Linked DNA regions of Sus scrofa: region 1 is linked to region 2. Evidence: chromatin contacts called from public HiChIP or PLAC-seq data. All regions are on one chromosome and are shown on one strand. Each heading gives the region's core, a stretch centred on a gene start, on an enhancer-like site or on the middle of the called end of the contact. The rest is flanking DNA. Distances are from core to core; before and after follow the strand shown.

Region 1 (5,966 bases), core at 2,811-5,310, 55 kb before region 2:
ACTGCCACACCCCAACAGGTAACCAAGCCCAGGAGTTCATCCTCCCCTGCCTTGGTAGCATTGGACGGCCACAGAGACCATCTGGGCCGACCCTTCATTTAAAAGACAGGACAGGGAGTTCCCACTGTGACCCAGCAGTAACATAGTGTCTGACTAGTATCCACGAGGATGTAGGTTCTGTCTCTAGCCTTGCTTTGTGGGATCTGGTGTTGCGGTGAGCTACAGTGTGGGACGCAGACCTACCTGGCTCAGATTTGGGGCGGCTGTGGTGTAGGCTGGCGGCTGCGGCACCAGCTCAACCCCTAGCCTGGGAACTTCCATATGCCACACATGCCCCCCTAAAAAAAAGGGGGGGGAGGACAAAACAGAGTCACTTGTCCAAGGACATCCGTTCCAGGGACTGGGTGGAATTAAAGCCTCCGGGTTCCCTCTCAGGTCCCAGAGTTCTTGCCCCAAAACCACAATGCCTGTCTCCACTGGTACCCACAGTTTCCCCCACTTGGAATGAAAAGTCTTAGTCTGGCTTCTTGTTTTAGGCCCAGGAAGTACATGAAAAGCTCCGGGGATGGCTTAAGACCCACGTCTCTGAGGCAGTGGCTCAGAGCACCCGCATCATTTACGGGGGTAAGTGGCTCTGGCTCCAGCCTGGAGTGGGGTGGGCTGAGAATCAGACTGAGCCCTCCTTAGACAAGGAGGTAGCCTTGACCGTTCCCTCCTCTCCCTTCCCAGGCTCTGTGACTGGGGCAACCTGCAAAGAGCTGGCGAGCCAGCCTGATGTGGACGGGTTCCTTGTGGGTGGCGCTTCCCTCAAGCCTGAATTTGTGGACATCATCAATGCCAAATAATAAGCCCATCCATCGCCCCTACCTCCCCTTCCCTCCAAGCCAGGGACTAGGGAGCTCAGAAGCCCAATAACTGTGCTGCCCCACCCCCCACATGCTTCTGATGGTGTCGCCTGCCCCCTCTCACAGCCTAATCCCAGGTGGACCTCTTCCTTTCCCGTTTACACCCTACCCTGTAATGGCTGGGACCAGGCCAATCCTGCCACCACTTACTGTTCAGTTGGAACTAAACCTGTCACCAAGGAGGCGTCTCCTTGGCTGAGAGGTGGGAGGGGTGGTTTGCCCGTGGGTCCCCTCCGTCCCCGGTGAAGGCAAGAGAGAGAAACCATCCTGTCCCATCTCACAGCACGAGGCCAAGGACCGAGAGAAGGCCCTGTCCTCTGCTGGGGCCGGGGTGCTGCTCCCTCCCACGGTGCCAATGCCTGTGTGTGTTGTGTCTGTGAGAAGTCCCGTAGGGGGGGGAATAAACACCTGGCACTGAGCCCTGTGGTTTGTCCTTCACTGACCTGGCCTAAATCCTTTTTTTTTTTCCTCTCTGAAGCAGTCGCAAGACCCTTGTGCAACAATAAAAAAAAATACCATGAACAGGCTTCTACAGCAGCACACCTCTTAACCTTTACTTCCAAAAAGGCTTTGCGTACCAGGCTGCCACAGCCGTGATGAACAGCCCCCTCCCTTCTGCTCTCTGGGTGGCCCTGGGGGCTGTCATGCTCCCCAGAGCTTGGGCTGGGATGGGGCCCAGCCTGGCCTCCCCCACGGGCCCCCCCCCCCGCCCAGCCTCTGGCTTTAGTCAAGTAGCTGGTCTAGGTCAGCAGTGCCTCTTCCCTGCCCCCCAGGGGAGGAGAGGGGTCAAGGCCCCAGCACCATCTGAGGTATCGCAGGGGTCACTGGTAGAGCAGGTAGCGCTTCATGGCAGGGGGCAAGGGCAGAGCAGAAACGTAGCCAAGCCGGGTAGCCCCCAGGGCGTGGCGTACACACAGGCGGCTCAGGTGCAGAAGGGAGTGTGGCTCCGCTGGGAGAGAGAAGGAGGGAAAGTAAGTAGGGGTGTAGCCACCAGTCGCTGGATGTCCTCAAACAGGGTCCTGCCCGGCTCCCCGCTGCTTCCCTGTGGCCTTCTTGCTACAAGGCTGCTTCCACCTCAGTGGAGCGTGCTCCCTGGAGTTCTGCATCTGCGTCACTAATTTCACCCATCTAAGGCCCTCTAAGCAACAGGCCCAGGCAGCTCAGATACTGGTGGAGCTGCTGGCCCAGGCTTTGATTGCGGAGAGGCCTGGGCACTGGGGCAGAGAGGGTGAATGGAAGGTCATGCCCTCTCCACAGCAGCCACCCTCTGCTGAATGAAGACTCTGCCACTTGCATAGGACAGTAAAGTCTAGTCAGCCCCAAGGTCTGGTTCCATGGGTTCCCCAAGGAGCCCCTTCTGCAGCCCTGCTCCAAGGCCCTTCCTCCCTCACTGCTTTCCTTCCAGGAGCCTGGGCCTCAATGGCTCCTTCCTGGGGTTTGACTGAGAAAGGAAGTAGGTATGTGTCAAAGAGACAGAGCCCAGTGAGTCTGGTACACACCCTGGGGTGCCTGGCACCTCTTCCTTTTGGACTTGTCCTCCTAGCTCAGTACATGTTTCACTCTTTGCACCTCCTGCTCCAGGGACTGGTACCTCCTGTGAAGTCCTGATCCCTAGGGTGCTCCCCTCCATTTTGAGGGCTCATCACTTCCTAGCAAGTTGCTTTCCCAACAACCTTCCTTTTACCTCTATGGCTGTTAGAAGATTAAATGAGGTAAGAGCTGTGAAGTTCCTTAGCCATTCCTGGCACTGAATAGGGAAAGGAGACATGTCAGATGAAGGTGGAGCTGCTGGCCCAGGCTTTGAGCCAGGAGACCTGTCAGATGAAGGCACACTACTTACAACGCCTCTTGGAAGGCGTTGAGCTTGCATCCCAGACCACAGCCACCAGGGATAGAACACTCTCCCCAGACCTGCCCCAGGCCTCACCTCTCCTTTCGCCCAGGTAGCTGATGCGGACGTGGCACTGGCCCCAGACAGCGCTTACTGCTGGATAGAGGGTCCTGCCCTTCAGTCCACGGAAGGCTGGCCCCAGGTAGGTGCCCCCAATAGCGTAGCCCAGAGTTCCCTCCTCCATGTCCAAAACCACCAGCAGCCTCTCCGGCACCTCCAGGTGCTCACCTTGAAGTCCGGGGGGATACCGGGGGGCCCCGGGCCCCTTGCTCTGATGGTACAGCTTCCCCCGCCCAATGTCCCAACCCCACGACTCGCTGTTGCTGCCCAGCAGCGCCGCATAGTGGTCAGCTTGCAGCGGGGCGAGGGCCGTGGCCACGCCCACCACGGCGTGGGTGCCTCTCTGTTCCCGGGGCCAGCTGATCTCCCAGGCGTGCAGGCCTCTCGAGTAGCCCCTCTTACCCCGGACCCCATCAGTGCTCTGGGCCACAGGCCGCCGCTCAAAGCACAAGCCCCCTTCCTTGACCTCGATGTTCTCTGAGCAGTCCTTGGGGTTCCAGCCGTGACGCCGTTGGGCCCCTAGGTCAGGAGGGGGAGCAGAGAGCAGCTCCTCCAAGCCCTCGGGACAAGAGAGGTCAGGGTACAGGGGCTGTGGGGTGGGGGTGCTGCTGCTGCCCCCTGCCAAGGCCGTCTGGCCCATGGAGGTGAGAAGCTGGAGGATTCCCCAAAAGAGGCTTGCTGGGACGTCTCTCTTCGGAAAGTTGAGCTCCCGCTTGGGATCGACCTAGAGAGAAGTTGGGGGAGAGGAGGATCCTGGAGGGACTCCACACCTAGGCGCCTCATCCTTTCCCCCAGCTCTGCTCACTGCCCCACTCCTCCCGCTCAGCTCCCCGAAAGCTCCTAGATCCATCATCTTGCCCTCACCCACCTGTCCGCGTCTCCTGAGACGCGCGAGTTTGTCGCCTTAGGTCTGTCCAGGGACCGTCCCCTTCGCCCGCTCCTGCTCCTGTCCCTGCCCCCGAACCACGCTCAGCTTCCCGTGCCGGGAGGTCGCCGGCCCTCGGGAGGAGCCCGGCCGAAAGTCGCCGAGGAGCTCCGGCTCCAGAACGCCGGCCGCTTCCGCCCCCAACCCCTCCCGCAGGCCTCGCCCCGCCCCAGGCCACGCCCCTAAGGGCCCTCTGGGGCAGTTAACCCTCTAGTCGCCACCCCAGGTCGCGCCCCGCCGGAGACCCCGCCCACACGGGCCCCTCCGGGGCGGTCAAAACTCGGCACCAGGGGCGGCTGCGAAGGTCAAGCAGTGAGTAGAGCCCACTCGCGGGCGGTTAACCTCTGGACACCTTCCAAGCAGCCCGCAGCCCCCAGGCCTCGCCCCCGCGAGGAAGCCGCCAGGTACTTAACCCTTCCCTGGCCCGCCAAGCTCAGAGTTAACCTTTTCATGGTATCATCGCTTTGAGGTCCCTGGAGGTCTTTTCACCGTTAAGAACTTTGAGCAGCCTGGGGATATAGGGCCGGAGGTCAAGTAAGGTCTGCCATTGTGGTGACATCTGTTTCCCAGGCCTTCTGATTCTGGGTCACTGTTGCTTGGGCTGGTCATTCTCCGACCCGGGTTGTGAGTCAGCCGGTTCTAAGCCTGAGGTTCTATACGCTGAGTTTCTAGCTCAGAGGGGTAGGTGTCATAGGGCTGCATCCTGTTCTAGCCTTCATCTGCCCTGTCCATCCATTCCTGAGCTGTGGGCCTCACCTGGCAGAGTGTGGTGGTCCAGACCTTGCTTGGGAGGGAAACAATGTCACTAATTATCTCTGTGACCTTGGGGAGGTTGCCACACTTCTCTAAACCTGTTTTCTCTTTCCTAAAATGGGCATAATGATGGTACTTACCTCAGGGTTGTTATGGAGTTGAAACAGTCCAAGTAAAGCACTTAGCAAGGAACCCTTGATATCGTATGCATTCACTAAGCTTAGCTAGTCCTATTTCTTTAACATTTTCTAAGTGACTATTCTGTAGAGAGGTAATAAAATATAGTGGTATTTAGCAACTGTGGAGCCAGGCTGACAGGGTGTGCAAATCCCTGAAGGCGGGTATGCAGGAGAACTTTGGCAAATTCCTGAACCACCCCCGTACCTGTTTTTTCTTCTGTAAAAGGGGGATACTATTGGTATGAACTGCATAAGCTATAGTGAGGATTCAGTGATGTTACACATACATATGTGAAGCCCTTAGAACCGTTTCTGATTCAAATTTAATCATTTGTGCGAAGCACTGAAGATGACGCAGTGAATCCGCAAGGAGTTTACAAGGATATTTATAAAACAGTTTTGTCATGTAGTAGATAAAATTCTGGTTATACAAAAAGTCCTATGGGAGTAAAAAGGATGGGACTCCACGGATCAAGCACTTTGGAAAGTGTCGTGGAGCAGATGACACTGGGCTGAATCTTTAAGATTGACAAGAGGAGGAGTTCCTCTTGTGGCTCATTGGGTTAAGAACTCCACTAGTATCCATGAGGATTTGGGTTAGATCCCTGGCCTTGCTCAGTGGGTTAAGGATCCAGTGTTGCTGCAGCTGCCTGTAGGTCAAAGCTATGGCTTGGATTCAGTCCCTGGCCTAGGGACTTCCATAAGCCCTGAGTACAGCCAAAAAAAAAAGAAAAAAGACAAGGAATTTGCCTGAGAGGTGGTTCTGCAGTGTGGGTGTTGGATTAGAGTTGCTGCATGTAGAAACCATTCAGACTGAGAGGTCAGCATGAAAAAACAAAAATAGAGAGTTCCACTTGTGGTTCAGTGGTAATGAACCCAACTAGTATCCATGAGACTCAGGTTTGATCCCTGGCCTCACTCAGTGGGTTAAGGATCTGGTGTTGCCGTGAGCTGTGGTGTAGGTCGTAGATGCGTCTCAGATCCCGAGTTGCTGTGGTAGGTCAGCAGCTACAGCTCTGATTTGACCCCTGGCCTGGGAACATTCATATGCAGAGGGTGAGGCCCTGGAGATAGTATGTAGAGTGGGAAAAGGGTTTAGGAGGACACAGCACAGTGGACAGTTCAGGTTTGATAACATACATGATTTTTTTTTTTTTTTTGGTCATTGGCAACTTTAGTGAGAGAGGACATGTGGATTGTGGGAGGTTGCGGTCCATGCTGAAGGCGCTGAACTGGTACTTTCTGGCATGTGT
Region 2 (5,310 bases), core at 45-2,544:
GCTCAGCCCCAGGGCCTGGGGCTTCTGGGCTAGAGGGAGGAAGGAAGGGACAGATGGAAGGCCAAGGCTCCTGTGATGTGCGTGCGGAGGTGGGGAGGTGGAGGGGGTGGGGGCAGAAAGCGCACAGTTTCTTGGACCGCTCCCTCTCCCTTGTCCCCCGGCTTTCCCCCCCCTCCCCGCCCCCGCCCCCGTCCCCGCGGCCACCGCCCCTCCCCCACCCCGTTGGTGTGATTATTTCATCTGTTAGATGTGGCTGTTTTGCGTAGCATCGTGTGCCGCCCTGCCCCTCCCCAGTCCCCGTGTGCGCGCTCCCACTGCGATGTATGCCCCTGCCCCTCCCCCACATTAATAATTTATATATATAAATATCTATATGATGCTCTTTAAAAAATATCCCAAACAAAACCAACCAAACAAAAACATCCTCACGACTCCCCAGGAAGATGGCTGTGGCTGTTTCTTTGTGGGGTATGGGGGGCCGGGGTGGTGATGTGGGTCTCTGGGCAGCGGCGGCCCAGCGCCTAGAGAGAAAGCTACCGGACTACCGGAGGCTAGTCCGGAAGTGGATAGAGACCCCGGAGAGTTGGAGAGGGGAGCTGGAAGAGCCCAGGGCCTTGGAGACCTGGCTCCGCTGGAGTGGAGTCCCATCCTTCCAATGGTGGGCAGTCACGAAGCTGATGGCCTACGACAGGCAAGCCCCTGACTTGCTCCAGGAAACCGCTTAGACGGGTTTCTGTCACCGTGCCCGCAGCTAGGAGCCGCCAGAGACCTGAATTCTTAACGTAGAAGAGTTAGAAACTGATGAATTGGAGGGTCGGGGGCGTGGCTGCAATAGGTTAAAGCAATTGGAACCCTGAAGTCTTAAGCGCTCTAAGGTTTGAGGAGGGAGTGGGTGACAATTTCTAACGCCCTGAAGGGAAGGGAAATTATAGGGCGTTACTGCACACCCCTACACCAGGCCATTTTAGGAGAGCGCGAAAGCCGCTTTAGCGTCAAGTCTTCACTGCCGCGAGGCCCCGTCTCGGTTCTTAAAAAGGGGAGTGACTGGCTTCGCTCTCAGCCAATCGGCATCAAGTAATTTGCATAGACTCGTATCAAACGTTCCCAAACTCTAGAAACGAATGTTTAAGAGAGTTCTTTAGAATTCTGTTTTCACCTCTAAAAGTTACAATGTGCCTCGTTGTTTGTACAGCAATAGGAATTAGGAAACGCTGGTCGGAACTCACCCTCACTAATAGTGGAGTTTGCGGATATGCCGCCTTCTCGCCAGAGCTGTGCTCTCGTAGTGTACAGCTCTTTTAGAATTTGTCCAGCAGGTTTTCCGGTTTGTACCGGAAAACCCTTAATCCAGAGTGTATTCAACAATAGAAAGAGTTGGGGTGTAAGCGAGTTGGTGTCTGATTGACTGGTCTTAGTTAAATATCCGAGGTCTCAACCTGTTTCCGAGGGCGCGGGGAGGTTGGGACTCCATCAGTAAGCTTCCGGCTTCAGCTGATACAGCTTCCCTTCCACCCCCACCCGCCTGGGAAGCTGCACTAGGAGAAGGTTCGCTTTTCTGGAGTGTTTCCGTGGCGCCGCTGCACGTGCATCTTTTGTCCTATGGCGTCCGCCTCGGCCCAAGCCGCTGCTTTGAGCGCGGAACAGGCCAAGGGTGAGAATCCTCCTAGTTGCCGGGTGGGTAGTTGCCGGGTGGGCTTCCTGCCCGAGGAGGGTGCGGGCAGGAAATCACAGGCGAGAGATGTGACTGCATTCGCCGGGAACTGGGGGCGCGCGGTACCATCCTCCTTCAAAGAGGGGTCCTTGCTTCTTAAAGCGGGGGATTTGGGGGCCGAGTGATTCGGTTATTACGGCTTCAGGCCAGTAATTCCCTTGCCCTCTTCCTTGTGCCCTTTGTTCCGATGCCCTGTGCTGCATCCTTCGCACAGTGGTCCTGGCGGAGGTGATCCAAGCGTTCTCGGCCCCGGAGAACGCCGTGCGCATGGACGAGGCTCGTGATAACGCGTGCAACGACATGGGTAAGATGCTGCAATTCGTGCTGCCCGTGGCCACGCAGATTCAGCAGGAGGTTATCAAAGCCTATGGCTTCAGCTGCGACGGGGAAGGTAGGTCGGACTGGGGAGTGAAGGTAGCCTGGGTGGAGGAGAGGGCGATGGATCGTCGCGTCCCTGAGCCGTCGTCCCCTTTCTCGCCACATGGCGGCAGCCACAATCTAACAGTATTGGCACTTAGAACCCAGGGTCTACTGTGAACTTGAGCCAGGTGAAGTCTTAAGTGCATTTTGTAGTTACCATTAATTATATTGCTATCCCATTTTAAGATGAGGAAACAGACTGTAGTAGTAAACCAAGTTGGCAGGTCACAGCAGAGCTGAAACCTAACCCCGTTTTGATAGCTTTTAGTGAGATGTCTGCATGACAGCAACTTTCTGCAGCCCCTCCAAGCAGTTCCAGCTGATCTCTCGGGGTTGGCTGTTCAGTTTATTGAACCGGGTGTTTATTAATTCAGCCCTGCTGGCCCAGAGCTCTCTTCTGTCCTGGCTATGGACTGGCAATCTGGTTGATGTGCATCCTTTGTGCTCTTGTGACTAAATTGTTAAAATGGTTCACGTGATAGGGGTGAACACACTGCTTTGAGATATTTTCATTCACTGCATCCCAGCCAGTTGTGTCCAGTGTAGACTGGGAAGGGGTTGATCCAGACCACACAGGGCAAAGACCTGCATGAGTCTTGTTTTGCAGACAGCTAGCTATCTGGCCGGGGGGTGGGGTGGGCAGCAGCTAGTGACTCGGGCTGCCCCCTCCTGCTGTCCTGGGCTCCTCCAGCCCCTGGGGGTGAGGGTTGACGTTCTGCTCCCCTTGCAGGTGTTCTTAAGTTTGCCCGCTTGGTCAAATCTTACGAAGCTCAGGATCCTGAGATCGCCAGCCTGTCTGGCAAGCTGAAGGCGTTGTTCCTGCCGCCCATGACCCTGCCGCCCCACGGACCTGCTTCGGGTGGCAGCGTGGCCGCCTCCTGAAGGTTGGCCCTCCCGTGGCACTGCCCGGGAAGGGAAGACCTTGGTGTTCTGGAGGATAATAAATGTGCCTGGGACTTAGTCTTGGCGTCAGTCTTAGTCTTGGCGTCAGTCTTTTGTGACCCTGACAACCCCTACATCCTGGCCCAGTTCCCTCAGCCTTTCAGGCCGCTCTGGCTCCCTGTCCAGATCCTTCCTGTGCTCCGGCTGCCAACAGGCTCCAATGGCCGGGGGAGGGATGGGCCGGTCCCTCACCACCCTGGGTCTGGGGGCCTGCCCCGGCGGCGGCGGCGGCGGCGGCGGTGCCTCCTCTGTGTGGGGCTGCCTGGGCTTTTGCGGGGGGGCCCCTTGGCTTCTGGGCGCTGGGAGGCTCCCCCATTGGTTGGTGTGCCCTCGGCCAGCATTACTTCCTGGTCTTCGCCCCCACCCTGCCTCCCGCGGCTCAGTTGGCTGGGCTCCAGGTGGAGCTCCAGGTGGCTCCTCCCCTCCCAAGGGAAGGCGAACCCTGGACAGGCAGCTGCCGAGGGCGGACTGAGGCCAGCCCCGCCCCACCTGCCCCTTTTCCGGGGATTTTTAGTCCAGGGGCTTGGCCCTGCGGTGCCTTTGGCCTGGCGGGCACCATCCAGCGGGAAGTGGCTGAGTTCTGAGCGTTCTTTCTCACCTGCGCCCCACCCCCTGTGGCCTTCTGCCTGTGACTCCTCAGGCCTCTGGGGAGATGTTGTCCCGTGGGTAAGTCCCCTGCTTCACCTGGGTACCACAGTCCCCTGTTCATTTGGGAGGGAGGGGCAGGGTTCCTGCTCACGCCTGATAGGCGTGAGACCAGAGTGCCACCTGCCCCTGCCCCCTGCCTGGGGTCTGCTTTCCGTCCTATGCACTACCTCCCCCCATCCCCCTCCCCACAAGATGCCAGGGACTCCAGGCTCATTCGTGCCCTCTGCCCCCACCTTTTCAAGCACCCTTCCCCTCCCCCTCCCCCCCCCCCCCCCCCCGACAGATACGTGTTTATTCTCACCGTTGCATTTCTCCTTCCACCTTCGGGTCTCCTGTTTCTGCCATACGCTTAGGACCTGTCCCCCTGGGTAGCCCACTCACTTAAAACATTATACATCTGAAAGGTAGACCCGAGAAAGCGCACACGCGCGAGCACACACACACACACACACACACACACCCGCCCCGGTCCCATTCAACTTCCCAATGTCCTTCGGTTTCCCTTGACACCTGTGCGTCAGTTCATTCAGCAGATACCTGTTGAGCATCCAGTATATGCCAGGTGCTTTTTAAGGTGCTATCAATACTGTAGCAAACGAGACAGACACAGTCCCGGCCCTCCCCTTGCTTCCCTCCAGAGGAAAGCCACAGACTGTACAAGGAACCATTAAATAGGATAATTGCAGATTACACAGAAAATGAAACAGTTTCACGTGCTCGCAAACGTCGGGTTGCCGGTGGCATCACTGGTCAGGGAGGGCTTTCCCCAGGAGGTGACATGGGAGCTGAGCCCTGGGTGAGGAGGAAGCACTGGCCTTCAGCGGCTCTGAGCAGAGGAAGGGGCCCGTGCAAAGGCCTTGCTGCGGAAACAAACTAAGCAAAACTGAATAGTGACTTTTTTCCCTGGTAGGGCTTATTCTGTAACATGAGCTGCGAATATTTATATAAAAATGACTATGACAATGAAAAAAAATAGGTTAGGAGTTCCCATTGTGGTGCAGTGGTTGACGAATCCGAGTAGGAACCATGAGGTTGTGGGTTCGATTCCTGGCCTTGCTCAGTGGGTTAAGGGTCCAGTGTTGCCGTGAGCTGTGGTGTAGGTCGCACATGCGGCTTGGATCCCACGTTGCTGTGGCTCTGGCATAGGCCGGTGGCTACAGCTCTGATTAGACCCCTAGCCTGGGAGCCTCCATATGCCGTGGGAGTGGCCCTAGAAAAGGCAAAAAGACAAAAAAAAAAAAAAAAAAAAAAGGTTGGTCGGGAGAGGGGCAGGGCTGGGGCCGGCCAGGCCTTGCTGGAGTCAGGGTATTATGCTGAGGACCCACTTGGCATGTTGGTGAGTTGGTGGCTTGATCGCCCCCAAGTCCTGTAGGTTCTTTTCACGCTCACCTCTGCCCTTGGGGTGTGACCTGCATCCCCCACTGCTCACCTCATCTCTTTCAGCTCTGGTGTCAAGGTGCTTGAATCTTCTGGTCCTTGGTTCCTTCCGCACTCCTGCCTCAGTCCTTTTCCTACCAGGCGGTTGGCAAGGCCTCGCTCAATACAGAATCCTTCCTTGGTTCCTCAGCCTGGTCCTGTGAGACCCTCTG

What was found. HiChIP or PLAC-seq counts read pairs in DNA pulled down with a chosen protein or histone mark.
Region 1: a contact with region 2 is called in an H3K27ac HiChIP or PLAC-seq map of alveolar macrophages. The contact joins the promoter of LRRC23 here to the promoter of C5H12orf57 in region 2. A contact is called at or near these places in 4 of 5 promoter capture datasets (fetal liver, fetal skeletal muscle and liver), 24 of 47 Hi-C or Micro-C datasets (alveolar macrophages, blood, brain and 14 more) and 2 of 2 datasets of contacts at active chromatin or transcription factors (alveolar macrophages and skeletal muscle).

Annotation. Positions count from the first base shown.
Region 1 is chr5:63,834,723-63,840,688 of Sscrofa11.1, reverse strand. LRRC23 (leucine-rich repeat-containing protein 23) reads left to right here and starts at 4,060. Exons shown (of 8, transcript XM_013987385.2): 1 at 4,060-4,185. SPSB2 (splA/ryanodine receptor domain and SOCS box containing 2) reads right to left here and starts at 3,904. Exons shown (of 3, transcript NM_001243315.1): 1 at 3,725-3,904; 2 at 2,833-3,580; 3 at 1,614-1,854. The coding sequence starts at 3,496. The coding sequence ends at 1,727. TPI1 (triosephosphate isomerase 1) reads left to right here. Exons shown (of 7, transcript NM_001037151.1): 5 at 1-18; 6 at 537-624; 7 at 730-1,216. The coding sequence ends at 845.
Region 2 is chr5:63,777,291-63,782,600 of Sscrofa11.1, reverse strand. It overlaps C5H12orf57 (chromosome 5 open reading frame, human C12orf57), which reads left to right and starts at 1,294. Exons shown (of 3, transcript NM_001243445.1): 1 at 1,294-1,651; 2 at 1,926-2,102; 3 at 2,862-3,091. The coding sequence starts at 1,600. The coding sequence ends at 3,013. It overlaps ATN1 (atrophin-1), which reads left to right. Exons shown (of 10, transcript XM_003126540.5): 10 at 1-437. It overlaps PTPN6 (tyrosine-protein phosphatase non-receptor type 6), which reads left to right and starts at 3,515. Exons shown (of 16, transcript XM_005652593.2): 1 at 3,515-3,739. The coding sequence starts at 3,726.